2 separate regions of the Mus musculus genome follow, and region 2 is linked to region 1. Evidence: chromatin contacts called from public promoter capture Hi-C data. All regions are on one chromosome and are shown on one strand. Each heading gives the region's core, a stretch centred on a gene start, on an enhancer-like site or on the middle of the called end of the contact. The rest is flanking DNA. Distances are from core to core; before and after follow the strand shown. Region 1 holds the start of Ero1a (endoplasmic reticulum oxidoreductase 1 alpha). Region 2 holds the start of Chd8 (chromodomain helicase DNA binding protein 8).

What was found. Promoter capture Hi-C pulls out the DNA fragments that hold promoters and counts their contacts.
Region 2: a contact with region 1 is called in a promoter capture Hi-C map of cranial neural crest. The contact joins the promoter of Chd8 here to the promoter of Ero1a in region 1. A contact is called at or near these places in 1 of 39 promoter capture datasets (cranial neural crest) and 1 of 484 Hi-C or Micro-C datasets (B cells).

Annotation. Positions count from the first base shown.
Region 1 is chr14:45,315,389-45,322,033 of GRCm38.p6, forward strand. Ero1a (endoplasmic reticulum oxidoreductase 1 alpha) reads right to left here and starts at 3,184. Exons shown (of 16, transcript NM_015774.3): 1 at 2,989-3,184. The coding sequence starts at 3,102.
Region 2 is chr14:52,256,492-52,263,072 of GRCm38.p6, forward strand. It overlaps Chd8 (chromodomain helicase DNA binding protein 8), which reads right to left and starts at 1,269. Exons shown (of 38, transcript NM_201637.3): 1 at 1,187-1,269. Rab2b (RAB2B, member RAS oncogene family) reads right to left here. Exons shown (of 8, transcript NM_172601.3): 8 at 5,268-6,581.

The sequences.
Region 1 (6,645 bases), core at 1,934-4,433:
AATAGGCCTCTGTGGCTGTTCTTGCAGCCTCCACATAGCTCACAACTATCTAACTCCAGTTCCAGAGGCTCCTGGCGCTCACATGGCACACATACATACAAGTAGGCAAAACACTCATAGACATAAAGCTAAAATTTTTTTTAATGATTTATAACATACAGTGAAAGATCATGTTAAAAGGACTCGAAACCAGCACAATCTATGTAGTACCTCAGCGAGCCCAAAGATTCATTACAGCCATCCCCCATCAAAAAGCCCAATCCCAGCAAGCTATGCCAACAAGCAGCTGGCTCAATTTTTCTAACATCTTACACTGAAATCTCCCGAACATCTGCTGAGCACCAATCAAATGCTAGGTTTGAAAACCATTTTTTAACTCAGTTTTGATCTCAACAAGCACTAGGGACTTGTTGCAATGACTTTCTAAGGTCAAACAGCCACCGACTGCTCTGACCCAGACAGCATCTATGAACTGAACCCCATTACAAACCAGATACCCATGTGACAACAGGAGGTAGGTGGTGATGAGGTAACCCAAGGCAAACATGGTAACAAAGACCCACAGCAGGAAGGAGAAAACAAAAACAACAACAACAACAACAACAAACTGACTATTTTGACTATTTCTGTCATTGGCTAGGCTATACTTTGGAAACAAGAAGCTCACTATGTAACCCAGGCTGACCAGAAGACCCTGATCAAGCTGTCTGCAGATGTTACACACAAACACCACTGCTCCAGGCTATCTTGCTATTACTCAAAGTTGACTCTGAAGAGGAAAACCAGAAACTTCCTTTAAAGAAAAAGTGGCTTAGATGGTTGTGGGACACACCTTTAAACCAAGCTCTCTGGAGGCAGAGGAGGAGCTCTGTAAGTTGGAGGCCACCTTGACCTACAGAGTGAGAATCCCTGTTTCGAAACTCTGAGGTTATTGCGGACTGAAGAGAGCTCAGTATGTAAGAGCAAGTACTGCTCTTCCACAGGACCTGAGCTCTATTCCCAGCACCCACATGGTGGCCCACGCTATAGTTCCGTGGGATCCAACAACCTCTTCTGGCCTACTCAGACACTTCACGGATGTGGGGTGCAGACATGCAGGCAAATACACATTAAATAAAAATAAATAAATCCAAAAAACAAATAAGAGCTGGGCTGGTGACCCTTGCTTCTAATCACAGTACTTAGGAGGCAGAGGCAGTGAAACCTCTGTCAGGGCAAGGACAGCCTAGACTACACAGTGATTTCCAGAACAGCCAGGGCTATGTTAAAAATGGCTAAAGATAGGCAGATAGACAGACAGACTGACAGATAGATGGATCGATTGATCTGAAGATATTTTGACAACAGCTAAAAAAAAAAAAACCAAAAAAAACCCCTTATTACTAACCAAGGGAAAATGCAAAAATAATTAAAAGTTCCTCAATTTTAAGTAAATATCCAAAAAGATTGGTTGTATAACAAAGTTGAAGAGTCAAACAGTATTTGAATACCATTACCCAGAGAACATACTTGAAAGTGTAACTCCTAGTATCTTTTCTCAACACTCTAGTTAAAAGCTTCCTATCTCAAGTGTTTAGATGTTGAAACTGTTTACCTTAAATTTGTAATCAATAGAAAAATGGCCTTTTTCTGGACTTCTAACAACTCACTTCTGCTCCAAAATTACTCAACAAAACAATAAAATCCAAAAGTTTAAAGCGATGAAACAGATAACACCCCTTCTTCCTGACACTCGAGTGCTTATCTTACAGTATCATATGCAGCATACACGTATTTCTGATCACAAATAATAAGACCCACGAGTGACCTGGCTGTCTATCCCTCCATTTTTTTATAGATGTAATTTCAGAAATCGAAGTCCACCAAAAAGGTGGCTATAAGAAGAGCCACTGCTTATAGGGCTATAAGAAAGCCAATGCTTGGTCATTTGCCTGAGGACCCGAGGTGGATCCCGGTGTCCCATGTGGTGGTTGGGGAGAGGTTCCTGCAAGCTGTGGACTAAAAGCACCCCCTACAATGCGTACATTCACAGGTACAATATACATACCCACAAAACAAACCTGTATTTTAAACATCGTAAAGAACAGTAATGAACAAGTCGAGGGGGAAAGGGTGCTGGCCAGCGCCAGGTGTGGTCGTGAACGTCTGTTTAACAATACAATTTACATATTAAGTATCTCAGTAATAAAATGATCTAATACACTTTTAAACAGAAGAAAGTCTGGGGAACCGCTAATATTCGAGAGTTCTTCCAGGCTTTACAAGAAAGCACTAAGAGACTAGCACATCGACTGAATATGATACTTCTGGGTATTTCCAAGCTGTTAGCATTTCCTTAAGACAGCAAAATGAAATTCACAGTTATTTCAATGCGCCTAGCCTAAACGGCCTCATACAAAATTTACAGGCTACACTAAGAAAATAAAATTCTTTGAATGTTTTGCTCACGGAACCCACATCTCCTACAGAAGTAAATAATCACAGCTCATAATCAAACTTGAATACAGAAGAGCTAGGGCCTACCTCGGATTCCGCAAAGGAAGTGTCAGTATACGAGAATAAGCTTCAGGGGCAAGGTGCACCATACACAGGCCGAGAAGTCACAGGACAACAACAGCCGCAAAGACACCAGGCAGTTAGATCAGGCCACCCAAAGAGCCCCTCAAGGTCATTCAACCTCTTGACAACGACAAGACCTAAAGAACAACTAGTCTCCCCAAGAGTCCATATCGGGAACAGAAAGGCTGGGGACGTCCCCGGCACCGCTCGCACGAGGTGCCCAGGTGCCGGGTCCATTCAGAACCCCCGGTCCTGTGGACACGGAGCAGCCAAGGCAGGATGCAAGGAAGCAGTGTGACAAGCTGGCCAGGCGCCCACGCCCATCGAAGGGTGCCCCGTCCCGGGGCGATCGGGAACGCGGTGCGGGCCGCGCATCAGGATCGCCGGCGCCCGGAGATGCGCAGCCCCTGGGCCGCCCGCGCGCCTCACCTGGCAGAAGCAGCGCTGTGCCGCTGTCTCCGGCCGCCGCTCCTCGCCGTGGCCCAAGCGCAGCAGCCACACGACGCCCAGGAGTCCAACGAGCAAGCCCCAGGCGCGGCCCATCGCCGCTCGCCGCCCACCGCCCTCTACCCGCGCCGCCGTGCTTGGCTCCCCGGCGCAGGCCGCGCGCCCGCTGAAGTAGCCTGCGCCGGCCCCGCCCCGCGCTCCGCCCTGCGCCCTCCGCGCTCCCGCCTCCCCTGCGGACGTGCAGCGGCGCGCGCCTCTGTCCACGCGAGCCTCGGGCGGCCGCCTTCCTGCGCGCCCCGCTCACGCACCCGCCTCCGGTACACCTGGCCTGCAGCTCGTCCGGCGCAAAGACGCGGTCCTTCCGGGGTCGGGGTATCCCCCGAGCCACACTGCCCGGGGCCTGCGCCGTCCTGCCCGCCCCGCCCCGGAGCTCACGCCAGCCAGCCCATCCTTTCTCAACACTAGGAAATCCCGAGCCTGGGTTACGTGTCCGCCGTGCTCTGGCTGCCTAAGCCTTTTAAAAGGATGTTGGAGTTCATCTCGGGGAGCACGGCCGTACACACGATTCAGTGGCTTTCTAGTTTTTCCCTTCCTACATCCTACAAAGGGAACAGGTGAAATTGGTTTCCAAAGGGCTGTGCACCGCGGCTTACACCTATAATCCAACACTCCAGAGACTGTGGCAAGAGGATTGCTCAATGTCAAAGACAGCTTGAGCTACATACTTCCTGCCCTATAGAGTTAGGCTCTATTTTATAAATAAATGTTTAAATATAATAATAAAAACATGTTTTTATTAAACTAGCATAGAGAAGATATTAGCTCAATGTGTAGTCCCGATTTGTTCATAAAAAATTGACTCCTTTTTTGCTGTATTTTATGCGAATTAGGCATATTTCACAAGCTAGAGAGCAATGTGGTAAAGACTATTCAATCTCTCGTTTCATAAGTGGAAATGGGGAAAGCTGTTGCTAAGAACTGGAGTCAGGCAGTGAGAAGCCTTGCTTAGCCTGTTATCTATAGCATGCACTGTACACAGAGTAAGATAATATGGCCTTATAAGCTAATATTGTCTTCACGATAGCTATATTCCAGCTCATACTTACCTTTTCTAGAACCAGATCATAGTGTCTCTGTTACAGGTGTTTTTGCTGGTGTTCTTTTCACACTGTTCCAGATTAAAAGCAAGTTTCCATTCAATTCACTTTGCAATGCCGAGCTTGGCCTTGGAAGTACACAGGTGCATCGGCTCCATAAAACTGACAATGTCGTCAGTTTTCTTGGCTTCGTTGTCTCGTTTAGCTTGGGGTAGTGCATTTTTATTTTGATGAAGGGTCTCACTGTGTATTCCTGACTGGTCTGGAACTTACACTGTGGACCACGCTGGCCTCGAACAGGCAGAAATCAATTCACCTCTGCCTCCCTAGACCTGAGATTAAACACCTGTTGCCACCACAACCAGTCTTCCAGTCTTATTTTTAGTTCACTAATAATTGTGTGTAAGATATGTTTTCAATCCATATGTACATTGTAGGAAGACTCAATCACACTAATATATCCATCACCTCACCAGCTTGACTTTTTCTTACAAGAATGTTTAAAAAAATAAGTCTATTAGTATCTTCAGTCTATTAGTAGCTTCCAAGTACACGGTATATAAACCACAGCCTCCATGCAATACCATGGGTCAACGAAACTTACTTTTCCAGTCTAACTGTACCTTTGTGCCCTTGGACCAACTTTCCTCTCTCCAACCTTCTCTGGTTACCACTTTTCTACAGATTCTATGAGACTGGCTTTTTAAATTTCACACAAATGAGATCACACAGCACTTCTCTCTCTGCTCTTGGCTTCATTCCACTTAGCATGGTGTTCTGCAGTTACAGCTGTGTTCCAGGTCACCGCATGCCCTTCTTTATAAGTCTACACAGTACTCTGTGTCAGGGTACACACACTCAGGGTGTGCTTCCTTATTTGTTCATCCACTGATGGATGCTTAGTGTGCTCCTCGTGCTGAGCCACACCGAGACCTCCTCAGACCCCTTGGAATATAAAAAAGATGAGTGGCTAGGCTTGGTGGCTCATAGTGTAGTTAGTCCCAGCACACGTTTAGGGACAGCCTGGTCTACATATAGAGTTCAGGACTATATAACAAGTTCCTATCTTGAAAAAAAAAAAACGACAACAAACCCACTAGGCAAACAACACTACCTGGCTAATAAAGCTGGGCATAGTGGTATAGTGTAACTCCAACAGAGGCAGGCAGATCTCTGTGTTTTCCAGGACAGCCTGGGTCTATGTGCAGTGAGTTCCAGGACAGCCAGAGCTACCCAGTAAGAACCAGCTAGAAAAACAAACAAACAAAGACTAAGACAGGGGGATCATCATGAGTTTGAATCCAGTTGGGGCTACATAGCAAGACCTTGTCTTAATAAGAATTTAGAAAAAAATTATGGACATCATATTTGGGAAATAGCAGAGATTCCACAAGAAACTAAATATAGAGTTACCAGCCTGGTCATTTCCATAAATATCATTGTGTGAACATCTGAGCTAGTTGAAATGTGTATACTGTATGGATACTTGCCCTCTCCACAGTCAATATTTGTATGACATCTGTGGTAACATTTTCTTCCTTGTATTTCTACCACTGCATTGCAAACTTTTAAAACCGCTTAAACATGGCCTCCATCCTGAACATACCTTAGACTCCCAGGTTTTTGTTTGGGAATGAATAGCTTTTCTTATGACTAAGCACTCTTATCATCACAACTGAGAGACAAAGCAAAGGAAGAGAAATACTGAGTGAGTAAAGTAGAAGCTTTCTGAAGCAAGCTTGGTGCAGCTTAAGATGCTACACTGATGCAAGAGCCTGTAACCTGAGTGAACTGGTAAGTGCCAGCTTTCCCTAGAGTTCCCAAAAGACCTTTCGTTCAGTCTTCTGAGTGAGATTTCTTCTTCAATATGCCTTCCTAGGACATATTTCATGTCATTCAGTAACAATTTCAAGAGTCCCAGGGGATACGAAGTTCAGTCCTTGATTCTGAAAGCCCAGCCTCCTGTTACAGCTTTGTTCAGCAACATTAAATTGTTGGGAGATGAACTAGATCACAAGTTTGTTATTCTAATACTAGAACAACATCATGACAGACTTGATGCACACAGAATTTCTTGACAGAATGCTGACTGCTATGTAAATAGCAGCTATTATTATTAATTTTTTTAATGAGCAAAGCAGGAAGGGCCTTGCACCAGTTTCTCAAAAGGGGACGTGAAGGCGTCTACAGGAAACTTGGCACCTAAACAATTTCCAGCATTAAACAGACAAGAAAGAAAGAATTTAAAGGAAAAGATGTAGTCACGGAAGAATGACTAAGCAAAACTTTAAAGGCTTGGTGCCACATGATTAGACCCCGTTATCTAATCTTTACTGAGTACAAATGTCACATTGTCAGACCTTCCTTGACATATGATCAGAACTATCTGAGGTGGGAAGGAAGACACAGCCACTTAAGCTGTCTTTATGTACAGTTCCTGTGTAAGCAAGCTACGTATTATTGTCCCTGACTTCACTTCTTCATTTCCCATTCCTGCCTCAACCCACAGTCTATCTGGTTTCCAGGTTACCAGCCCTCCTAC
Region 2 (6,581 bases), core at 19-2,518, 6.9 Mb after region 1:
AGAGGTGCACGCCTTTAATCCAGGCAGAGGCAGGAAGATCTCAGTGAGTTAGAGGCCAACCTGGTCTACAAATGGAAAGCCAGATATCCTTTCAAAAGAAACAACAGCAACAACATAAGGGAAACATTCAAATTGCAAATCCATGTCCTAGAATCTGATGTGCCCCCCCAAAACGACCTCAGTTGGCACTAAGCCAGTCTCTGAGTTAACAAACTCAGAACAGAGATTCTGTGGACATCGATGTGATGGCAGAATGCAGCAAAATCGCTAAAGCAAGGTCCTCACTCGTGTCTGAGATGTCTCACTGTGTCTATCTTTTGAAAGAAAATTACGTAGCGTTTAAAATCCGACTTCTGGCTCACTTTGCTCACTCACTGCGAAGACTGGTTCACTACATACCTCCTCTGGGAAGCCTTTAACGACGTCAGGACTGCCCCTTAAAGAGGCGCTGCTGCGTATGCACAGCTGCAGCAATGGCAAGCCGACTAGAAACAGGTAAATTAAGACACAAAAAAACCAAAACAAATTTTAAATAATATTCGCCAAGAGGCAGTCCTCCTCTAGTGAAGAGTTTACATAATGTGTCAGAAAACCAAAGAGCTCTGCAGACCTGTCAAGGAAGACACAAGACTTGTGCTGTTCGTTTCCTCGTCACCTCTACTTTGCAACAGCCCCGCAGAAATTGGGAACATAATAAATCCGAACACGTTCACCTCAGGCTTCCCTACCCACATTTACTAAAAACATTAAAGATAAGAGAGGAGAGGGAAAAAGAATCCAGCCAAAACAAACTAAAACCCTGGCCTCGCACTTCTGACTCCAACGTATGGAGTAACCTAACCGAGCAGGGGAGTTTTTCTTCTTGGGAAAGGAGGAAGAAGAAAAAGGCAACTGTCTCGAATGTGCGCCTCGCCCAGCAGTGCCATGACAAGCTCCAAAACTCCACGCTGGCCCTAGCAGCTCCCTCGCGGCCCGTCCCAGCACGGCCCCGCGGCCCGTCCGGTCCCCAGCGCCTGCCTCTCACAAAGGAGAGTGGTTCAGCCCCGAGCATCCCGCACCTGATCACCGCTCGGCGCTGCACCCGCATGGGTGCGAGCGAGCGAGCAAGCGAGGACGTTGTTACCCCACCCACTACCCGCCCAGGCTCCGACGAGGCTTGGTGGAGCCGCGCGTGCCGCAGGCTTACCTGAGCCAGTCCTGCGGCTTCCTTCCCTGGGCAAGAGTTGCAACCCACCGTCCGGGAGAACAAGGCGCCTTCCGGCGGAGCACGGCCAGCCCTCGCCGCAAGCAAGCTTGCTAGTCCTCCATGCGCCTGGGCCCGCCCACCGCCCTCCATCTACCAATGGCGTGGCCGGAGCCGGGCGCCATCCAGGAAGTCTCCGAAGGCTGGGAGGGCCTGAGGCTGGGAAGGGTACGTAGGCAACCGCAGATATGCCTGCTTGGAAATCGGAGCGGGCGGCGGGCTGGCAGGCCAGGCCTCTGACCCCCGCCGCTGGGGGCGCTGCAAACCCGGACAGCACCTGCTACCTGTCTCGGGAGGCCATCTTGGGTCGACTGGCTTGGTGATCTCCCACGATTACGTATAGGAATGTGAAGGCCTTTTTGGAGTTCTGTTGGTCCGTTTTGGTCCAGCCCCTACATGCCCTCCTCTCATGTACTCAGGATGCCTGTCAGTCATGGGGAGGAACTCTGGAAAAACGTTGAACAAGACTGGAAACAAGCCCCACCACCTCTTAAACGTAGGAATGATGCTGGTTTATCAAAGAAGCCAACGATCAGTTTTTCTGAATGCCACTTCTAGGGTGATCCTTGACAAGCAGGATTATCAACACATAATCGACACGGGTTTTATAGCCATTCTACTTGCTTATCTATGCACGTTTCAGATTTTCCAGTATTAGAGTTTTGTTTGTTTTTTTGAGACAGGGTCTCAATATATCAGGCTGGCGTTAAACACAGAGATATGGTATTTGAGGCATGAGCTACCACGCCCTAGACCAGTGTTCCGATTTTAGCAACCCAAAATTCTGAGTCATTTAGTAATATCGGGAGTGAGGAATTTCACTTAAAAAGCAAAGGACCTTAAATTTACCAATAGTTCCAATTACTACGCACGAATACACACTGGGAAACAAGACTTATCAGAGGTACACTGACGGAGTCATTTATTCTGGAAAGAAGCAAAATTTCACCATAGGTCAAACTACACTGAGAAAGGTGTTCCTGCATTTTCTAAAGTTCTGCCGACTACATTTCCATACAAGAAGGGTTTTTTGGTTGTTGTTTGTTTGTTTAAATACCAGTATTAGAAAACTCGAGGAAGCCGGGCGTGGTGGTGCAGGCTTTTAATCCCAGCTCTCGAGAAGCAGAGGCAGGCGGATTTCTGATTTCGAAGCCAGCCTGGTCTACAAAGTGAGTTCCAGGACAGCCTGGGCTACACAGAGAAACCCTGTCTTGAACCAACCCCCCCCCCCCAAACAAACAAACAAACCTGAAGGAAGCTTGAGCAACACAGCAAAACCTGCAAAATTTGTTTTTAAAGAGATTTATTTATTTTTATAAACTTTGCTCTTGTCATTTTCCCTAAACAATATAATTTGTCAACTATTTGCACATCACCCGCACTGTTTTAGGTAGAATCAGAAATGATCGCAGTGTTGAGAACAACGTGTGTAGGTAGTTTGTAAATATACATCTCTGTTCCTGAGGGACTTTGGTGCCCACAGATTTTGTTATCCATGTGGTTTGGGGGGATCCTGGAACTAGACTATCATAGATGGAGAGACAACCATATTTGCTGTGCTACTTCCCTCTGGGGAAACTGAGGTATAGGGAGACCCGCTGACTCCTGGGGCTAACATGAAAGTAGAGGGTCCCTGAACATCAGGCCCAGGGTTCTGACTCATGTGCCTCAGTTTGCCCATAGATTTTCTTTTTCTTATTTTTAAGATTTATTTATTTATTATATGTAAGTACACTGTAGCTGTCTTCAGGCACCCCAGAAGAGGGCATCAGATCTCATTACAGATGGTTGTGAACCACCATGTGGTTGCTGGGATTTGAACTCAGGACCTTTGGAAGAGCAGTCAGTGCTCTTAACCACTGAGCCATCTCTCCAGCCCATTGTTGTTTTTAAAGATATATTTTTTAGATTTTAATGTGTGTGAGTGAGATTTATTAGCCGGGCGTGGTGGCCGCACGCCTTTAATTCCAGCACTCGTGAGACAGAGGCAGGCAGATTTCTGAGTTCGAGGCCAGCCTGGTCTACAAAGTGAGTTCCAGGACAGCCAGGGCTATACGGAGAAACCCTGTCTTAAAAAACCAAAAAAGAAAAAAAAAAAAAAGAGAGAGAGAGATTTATTGCAGGGCACGCCTTTAATCCTAGGATTTGGGAGGCAGATGCAGGCCGATCTCTGAGCTCTGATCTACAGAACTAGTTCCAGGACAGCCAGGAGTACACAAAGAAAACAGTTTTTCTATTATATTTTTAATTTTGTGTATATGTATGTGCATGAGCACTGGTTGGGCCAGAGAGCAGAGATGTGGGTTTCCCTTGGGACTGGAATTACAGTGGACATGTGTGGCAAGGAACTGAACTCTGGTCCTCTGCATGACCAGTTCATGCTCAGCTCCTAATCTATCTCTCTCACCCATCAAACATCGTTAAAATACACTTTTTAAAGAGACATTTCAATGATTAAAATAATTTTTCAAGCAGTAACATAATTGTGCCTATACCTTTAATTCCAGTAGTAGGGAGCCAGAGGCAGGTAGATCTCTGAGGTCAAGGACAGCCTGGTCTTCTATAAAGCAAGTTCCAGGACAGCCAGGCCTACACAGAGAAATCGTGTCTTGAAAAACAAAACAGCAGGCGGGGAGTGGTGGCGAATGCCTTTAATCCCAGCATTTGGAAGGCAGAGACAGGTGGATTTCTGAGTTTGAGGCCAGCCTGGTCTACAAAGTGAGTTCCAGGACAGCCCTAAAAAAAAAAAAGAAAGAAAGAAAGAAAGAAAGAAAGAAAGAAAGAAAGAAAGGAAGGAAGGAAGGAAGGAAGGAAGGAAGGAAGGAAGGAAGAAAGAAAGAAAGAAAGAAAGAAAGAAAGAAAGAAAGAAAGAAAGAAAGAAAGAAAGAAAAGACCAACAAAACCAAAGGGGAAGGGTGTTGTGTCAATATTTTATGAGGAGCTGTGACTATACTGAGCAAATTCTTCCCTAGCTCTAAATACCACTGTATAAATTTGTTAATGTGTTTATGTGTAAATGCACAGAGATATAATCCTAATTATTAATGGTTTCTATAATAAGAGACTATTATCCTTCTGGTTAGTTTCTGGTACAGAATATAAGACCCACCAACAAAGGAAGTCATTATAAGCATTGTGGGAGGGGCGTGTCTGGCCCAGTGGTTTCTGCTAGCTACACTGATGTGTTGCTATAAATGATATGATTTTCAGTGTTCATGATTTCAAAATATCGCATAATTACCATTCAGCACATTGGGGTGGGAGATGCTTTTGTATTAATTCATTATCACTTGACTCAGGTCATGAATTTATAATAAGCCACAGCTTTTTGTTTCTTTTCAAAACAAGAAAAATATCAAGTATGGAAGGTTATAAAATATAATACTAGGTGTGAGAATTAGGTTTTTACGTTCCAAAAAAAAAAAAAAAGTCAGGATGGTCACTTTCATCACTCCAAGAGTAACAGCCATAGGTAAAATACTATCTCTAATGCTTGTGAATTGCTAGAAAAATCTGAACAGTAAAGAACTTTTCAACAGAAACTATAGCATTGATGGGTGCATTGGCACATTCAGTACTCAGGAGGCTAACACAGGAAGATCAGGAGTTCTAGGATAGCCTAAGCTACCTCACCAGACTTAAAAAGAAAGGAAGAGAGAAAAGAAATGAGGGAGGGATGAAGGAAAAATGAAAAGAACTAAATTATATACTCAGTTTTGTGCCTGGTTAAAACAAAACAAAACAAAACAAAACAAAACAAACAAAGAAACAGGCTGAATATAAATTCAACAACCACTAAACCTTTGTGGAATGAGGTAGGGTTAAAATCCAAAGACCAGAAGCATAATCAGCTCAATGCCCAGATGACCTCTCATTTCCTATGGTACAATGTTAACTTTACTGCTACTATAAGGAACAGAATTCAGAATAAAACCAATTCTAAGAAGGAATTATCTTTGATGCAATATTCTAGGAGGATAGTATCCATTTACACTCAGGGTATAGTCAGAAATGACACATGAAATAAAAGTAGCTTGGATCATGCATATATTTAATAGTAAAACGGTCATTAACAATAAAAATTAGAAAATTTGGTGAGACCTCAGTGCTGTGAAAGAAAATGAGACAAGTAAAAAAGACAGCAAGTGTCCCAGGAGGTGATGCCAGGAGTCAGCAGAGGCAAACTGGGCTGACAGTTACAGAGTCTACGGAACGGGTAAAAACGTCCCTATGTATCTGAGTCTTGGAAGCAGGCATTCTTACTGTAGACTGCACAGAATGGAGGCAGTTACAGTGAGGCAGGACAGAAGAGCAATGAGAAATCAGGATAAGGAGATGGGGAAACCAGGATACAATTACATAGAGATGACTCTAAGGCCTTTTGTTTCTTCTAAACTCTTAAGTTTTAAAGCATGTCACTTAATTCCAGATGGTGAGTTGCAGAGTACAGTAAGGGAACGGTGGGATGGACTGGGATGACAGGTGCCTGCTCTCAGAGAGCTTACAGCCTATGTGAGACAGATGCTTCCCCCTCACCCACCCTGGGTTCACTACAAAACATTTATAACGTGAAACACATACAAATAAATATACATATGGATAACGTAGGAATGCTAAGAAGTACTGTGTTAACAACTTCGTAGGGCTCCCTAGGTCAGTCAGTGAGGGTTTCCTAAAGGAAAAGAGTGTCAGTATGATGGTAGTGGAGGGTCAGAGGGTAGAGTTTGTGCAAAGGTACAGAAGTTGGGATAAATATGTCATTTCAGTAACCAATTAGCTTGATTAGAGGAAATATCTAACAGAGCTGGTTAGAGAGAATAAACAGCCACCTGGGAGTCTGAAGCCTCAGGATCCCAAGTTCAAAGCCAGCCTCAGCAACCTGTCTGTAAACAAAAAGTGTAAGTAAGAGAAGGCTCCTGAGGGCACAGCTCAGGTTCAGCACTTCCTAAGCATGTTTAAGAACCTAGCTTAATCTCCAGGGCATGTGCACGGGCTCGCATGTGTGCCTGTGTGTGTGTGTGTGTGTGTGTGTGTGTGTGTAACAGTAGAGAGAGCAATTCGGTAAAAGAAAATGTAATGCTAGAACTGGTCCTTTAAGCAAAATGAACAACTTATGTTTTCTTAGGTAAGGGTGTGTGGCGACAGGTCCGGTACCCACTCCACTGCTTTCTACGTTCTGTAGTTAAGGAAAAGAACTAGCAATGAAAAAGGCCAGCAAGCCTTGCCTAAGCATGGCACTCTAGAGATGTGGGGCCCATGTGCGGGGATCCTAAGGAATGATGCTCAAGGTTGTACACACATAATAAATAAAAAGGAGCTGGCAACGAGACAGTGCAGA